Linked DNA regions of Mus musculus: region 1 is linked to region 2. The links are chromatin contacts, called in public promoter capture Hi-C maps. All regions are on one chromosome and are shown on one strand. Each heading gives the region's core, a stretch centred on a gene start, on an enhancer-like site or on the middle of the called end of the contact. The rest is flanking DNA. Distances are from core to core; before and after follow the strand shown.

Region 1 (2,700 bases), core at 145-2,644, 2.3 Mb before region 2:
ACAAAGTGTGGCTGGTACATCAGAGCCTGATGACGTAATCACCATTACCTGGAGGACAGCTGTAGGGAAGTCCTGGCCACATGCCAGCTATGGCAATTGCTTTTGGCATTTCCTCCTTTCACTATGCCAAGATCCCAGTGGGGTTCTTTCCCCCATTCTACAGATAAGCAGATTGAGGCTGAACCCACTCACTTGACTTAGGGCTCTGCACAGATGGGTGGCAGAGGCAGAGACCAAGCTGACACATCCAATGTTACTACTAGCTGTAGCTGTCATCGACCTTGTTCAGGTAAACAGATCAAGTCACAGACACTGTAGAACCAAGTCCTCAGAGTGGGCGTTTGTCCAGTAGATGATGGGAAGGACCAGATCCATCTAGGTCTGGGTGATGACTTGCTGTGTTCTGTGTCCAGTTTCTAAGCTCTCCAGCCTCTGCCTCTGCGCCTGGCCAGAATGTGAGGATTAAAGTTGATGTCTTTGCTCACTGCCTGGTGCAACCCAGGTGTTCATGACACGGACTGCCCAGCCAGCCTCTGCTATCCCCCCCCCCCCACAAGGTGAACATCTCTGCAGCTGACTACAGAGACAAGCATGTTTCCTTCCAAACTCAGAGACATGGGTATTCTGGGAGGTGTTTGCAGCCATCCTTGTTTGTGAGAACCAGGGGCTGCCAGAGAAAACTGAATATTGAACGGCAGCCTCTGGTTGAGGAAAGGCAGTGTCTGGCATCAACTCAGACAGGTGCCCAAGTCACCTGGCACTCTCAGGCAAATGTACACTCATATGCATGCTAGTGTGTGTGTGTGTGTGTGTGTGTGTGTGTGTGTGTGTGTGTGTCCCTGCCAACATGGAGCTGAATGTTCCTCTTCTATAACCAAGACCTCTGCTTTGAACACTTCAGCATATCCTTTGGTTCCCTATATTTTGAGACAGCCTTTGTTTCTTGCATTCCTCCTCCTCCGACCCCCTGTTCCTCTTTTTCTCCTGATCTTTGATAGCCTCTGTGGCTGTGGCTCTTTCTCTTTTCCTCTTACTTTGCCTAGGCTTCCTTGTGCTTCAGACATGCCTCTCTCTGTTTCCATTCTCTGATTCTCAACTTTTTTTTGCCTTTCTATTGGACTCTCTGCGCCTCTCTCTGTCTCCTCCTATCTCTGCCTTTCCCCCACCTTTGTCTCTGTTTTCCTGTGACACTCTCCTGGAGATGCTGAAAAGTGGCCGCATTGAAAGTGACAAACAGCGCTACACCAGAATCCACCCCCGGGCTTCGCGAAAGCATCCTCCTCCACACCCACATCACCAGGAGCAGCTATTGTGTCTCACTCGGGCCCAGGGAGTTGAGTGGAAGGACCCGGGGGTCTGAGCGTTGACTGCTCTGCCACTCCCCCATTGGCTCCTGGCAGCCTGTGCTCTGTGAGCGAGCGCTGAGAGGGCTGAGCGACAGGGGGAGACTCTCATCTATAAAAGGGGAATAAGGCTCCAGAACTGCCATAGGGGGATTTGGTAGCCCTCGTCGCTTCCTCTGTGGCACTTCTCTGAGCTAGAGTCAGGGTACCTTCTGAATCTTGGATCGGCCACCCTACCACCTGATCAGCCAGAAGCCTGCCAGGGACAAAGCAGTAAGCAGGTAAGATCCGCAGGGCGCTCAGGCTCTCTGGCTTTATGCATGTGCTCCTGGTGCTATGCAGGGGCGCCGGTGGGAGCTTGGACGGGGGAAGTTAGGTTTGGGTCTGGTTACTCAGCACAGGGAAATCATAGTTTCAAGGTGAGCTTACAGAAGCTCAGAGAGTCCAAAGAGCTGCCTGTCCTCTGGAAACCATGCCCTGAACAGTCCTGGCGCCCACAGGTGCTAGCGGGGCTTCGCCTCTGCCACACAGCAGTCCCCACACTAGTTTTCAGGATCTGAGGAGAAGGTGGTAGCCTGAGTGGAAAACTGAGAGGTTTCACTAATTAGCATGATCTTAAAGGTCAACGTTCTCACTGGACTTAGCTTACACAGGTTGGGAACGTTAATGAGGTTCAGGACTCGGCATTTGCCAAGTACCGATCTGCACCATCAATGCATAAATAAGTGCCGTCCTTTTTCACTCTTTTTGAATCACGTTTAATCTCTGACAAGGTGCTGATTTGAGTGGCTTCCTTTGATTTCACTCAGAATGAAGTCTGGGGTTGTTTGGTTGAAAGGGAACTAGAAAGGAAAGCAAGAGCTCGGCTGGATACCCAGTCTGAGGGGGACTTCCCATGTCAATTTCACTGTGAAAGGACTTGTTGCTTTCCTGTAAATCACAGTCACGCTACCGCTGGAGGCAGCTAAGTTAGGCTGGTGGAGGCTCTTTTGAGGAAAGTCACCCGCTCTCTGATAGCAATGCTCATGTTTAAAGAAAGTGCTGTAGAACCCCAAAGTTTGACATCAGCAAAAAGCTGGCGAGCTTCAGAGACGGCGACTGTAGTCACCTCCATGATTGAACAGTAAATTCTGTGTCTTGTCACTTTTCCCTGTGTGTGTGTGTGTTTTCTGAGAACCTCTCAAGATTTACAAGTATCCCTTAATAAAGCCTCCGAGCTCTTTAGGTTATTGGATCTGGTTTCGAGTACCCTCCCACAGAGAGCAAACCTTCATTATCACCCTTCTGCCAAGGGTTGGTGAAATACACACTGATATCTTTCTAACCTGACAGGCGTTGCTGTCAAGATCTGTTGCAA
Region 2 (2,700 bases), core at 57-2,556:
GAGTGAGTTCCAGGACAGCCAGGGCTACACAGAGAAACCCTGTCTCAAAAAACCAAAACCAAAAAAAAAAAAAAAAAAAAAAAAAAAAAAAAAAAAGCCTCACTGGGAAAAAATAAGAGGAATCTAATAAAAGCCTGTGCTTCTTCCTGGGGCAATGGAAGCCTCGGATGCTCTGTCTGGACCTTGATTCACTTAGGAGGCTCCTTCTCAGAGTCCCCTTTACATTTTCATAGGCCAGAGGACTCGGGGTGTGGTTGTAGAGGATGTTTCCACCCGAATGCCTGCTGCCTGGACTTGCCCATCACCCCACACACACCCTTTTCCCCCTAAAATAAGGTTCGTGAAGAACAGGGTGCTGCTACAAGTAGGTGAAGTTGGTGAGCCCTGACAAGCCTAAAAAGTAGACAGGCCACCATCTGTCTTCACTGTGTGCATTAAAGAAAAAATGGTGAAAAGCTGGCTACGACTTTGCCAATGTGGTCACACTGGAAAGAAAAGAGAAAAGACAAGAAAGGAAAGGGGAAAAGGTTCAGTGACTCCCCAAAGTCCATCTTTGGAGTCCCGACATGAGGTTCAGATTCTCAAATAGAAAGCAAGTGGTGTACATAACTAAGCAGTCTTGGTCAAGGTGTGGTCTTGCCGGTTATTGATCCACCATTATCTCAGTTCCAGTCTATCCCACAAGATAGTCTGACCAGTTGCCAAATCTGTGATATAGCTTACTGGGTGACAAAACTCCTCCTCTAGCTGGCACACACAAGCTTCAGTCTTTTCTTTCCCCCAGCACACAAGATTCATGGGGGAAAGCCCAGTAGCTGAAGGAAGGACACAAGTGTCTTTTGCCTTCAGAATCGCTTCATACCTGCCAAGACAACTAAATAAGTGGTTGGACGAGCCCTTACTGGCTCAGGAGCCATCATGGGCAAAATCACTCCTAGCCTTTATGTTTTCTCCACGAATACAACACATATAGACATCCCTGTCCTTGGTGGGTCAACATTAGAGCACAAAACTACTTGTTACTGTCTACCAGAGTGCTTCCTGGACAACTATGAGTAGGTGCCTGGCCCAGAAGCAGCGCCTGGCCAGAATTAGAAGCTCAAAGGTCGGATGCGCTCTCTCCGAGCCTGGGTATCCCAGGGTCACCCTGGAGCCAGCCACGGTCTCCCCAAATGCACACACTAGGCACCTGCTGGAAGTTCTGTGGCTAAAAGAAGTACCTAACAGCAGGAGGGCGGACTTCCGGGAGGAAGCAGGTGTCCTCCTGGTGGCGACAGCTTCGTGACGTCACCATATCGCGACTGCGAAGGGGCGGTCCCTATATTCCTTGGAGAAGAGTTAAGTGCTTGCAGCGGTACTGGCTGTGGCTTCTCCGCCCTCCCCTCTTGTCCTGCGGCTCCGCAGGCGTCCGCTGACAGCGCAGGAAGCCGGACAAGTCCGGCTGCAACGACCAGGTAAACTGAGGCTAGGCCAACTCAGAGGGAGTTGAACCGGACGTTGGGAGCCGAGTGGCTGACCTCGGTTCCCAGATCAGCAGGGTCACACGCACGGCGCAGCGCCTCAAGCTGCCCATTGCTGTGCTGTTTGCTAAGGGACCTTTGTGCTGCGAGTCATAGTGATTCGAGAGAATGAAATAACCTGTGAGCGCCCGTCACAGATTCATCATCAGCGGGGCTTAGAGTTATCAGAGAGCAGGTGTTCTGCCTTACCTCCACGGCCATGACCATGGGCTGGTAGCAGTTAGGACCTGAGAGGAGTAGGCAGGATTGAAACTAGATTATCTTGCTTGAGAAGTATCTTGCTTTTGAATTAAGAACTTCAATGTCATCTAGACATGGATTCAAATGCCAATTTTCTTTTAGCTGTAAGACCCTTGAACCTTAGGCAAACCAAACCCCTCTTACCCTATCCAAGCCTTGGCTTGTTCATCTGTAAAACTGGACCAGCAGCACCTGCCAAGCCACCGTCAAGAGAATTATAGTAGACCTCACAAGTGAGACACTTGGCTTTCCCTGGGACAGTACTGTTTTAGTGTATGGTGTGACTGGTCACATATGCTGGACCAGCCTTTGGACTGTGGCATGGCGGTACTTGTGTAAAACGACAGAGCAGGAGATGGAAAGCCTTTGGTTTTCTGGCCAGACTTGCAAGCTGGCACTCTGGTGATCCTGAACAGGGTAGGTTGGCTCAACCAGGTGAGGACCAAGAGCCCTGAACTGACGGAGCTACGTCTAGCAGTCTCTCTCATTTTTAGTATAAAGACGTGTGTGTGTGTGTGTGTGTGTGTGTGTGCGTGTGCGTGTGCGCGTACGCGTACTTTAGTCTTTGAGACAGAGTTTTTCATTGGCCTGAAACTCAACAATTAGGCTAGACTGGCTGGCTAGCAAGCCCCAGGAATCTACCTGTCTCCACCTATCCGGCACTGGGATTACAAGCATAGACCACTGTGTACAAACTTTTTTATGTGGGTTCTGGGGATTTAACTGATCTTCAGGCTTTCAGTGGAAACATTTTACCAGCCATGCTGTCTTCCTAGCCCCACACTGGTTTTAAAAGAAAGCTATCCAGAAGGGAGAGGACTCTGACAGGGAATGAAGACCAGACCTAGATTAAGACAAAGAAAGGGAATGAGTGAGGATATAGAGTGCAGATTATCTGGGGAATAGCTCAAGCTAGCATGTGCCTTCCAGGCCGGCACCT

Evidence for each region. Promoter capture Hi-C pulls out the DNA fragments that hold promoters and counts their contacts.
Region 1: a contact with region 2 is called in a promoter capture Hi-C map of hippocampal neurons, with 2.1 times the contacts expected there. The contact joins the promoter of Pdyn here to the promoter of Fahd2a in region 2. A contact is called at or near these places in 2 of 39 promoter capture datasets (hippocampal neurons and liver).

Annotation. Positions count from the first base shown.
Region 1 is chr2:129,698,632-129,701,331 of GRCm38.p6, reverse strand. It overlaps Pdyn (prodynorphin), which reads left to right and starts at 1,394. Exons shown (of 4, transcript NM_018863.4): 1 at 1,394-1,624.
Region 2 is chr2:127,443,171-127,445,870 of GRCm38.p6, reverse strand. Fahd2a (fumarylacetoacetate hydrolase domain containing 2A) reads left to right here and starts at 1,306. Exons shown (of 8, transcript NM_029629.2): 1 at 1,306-1,454.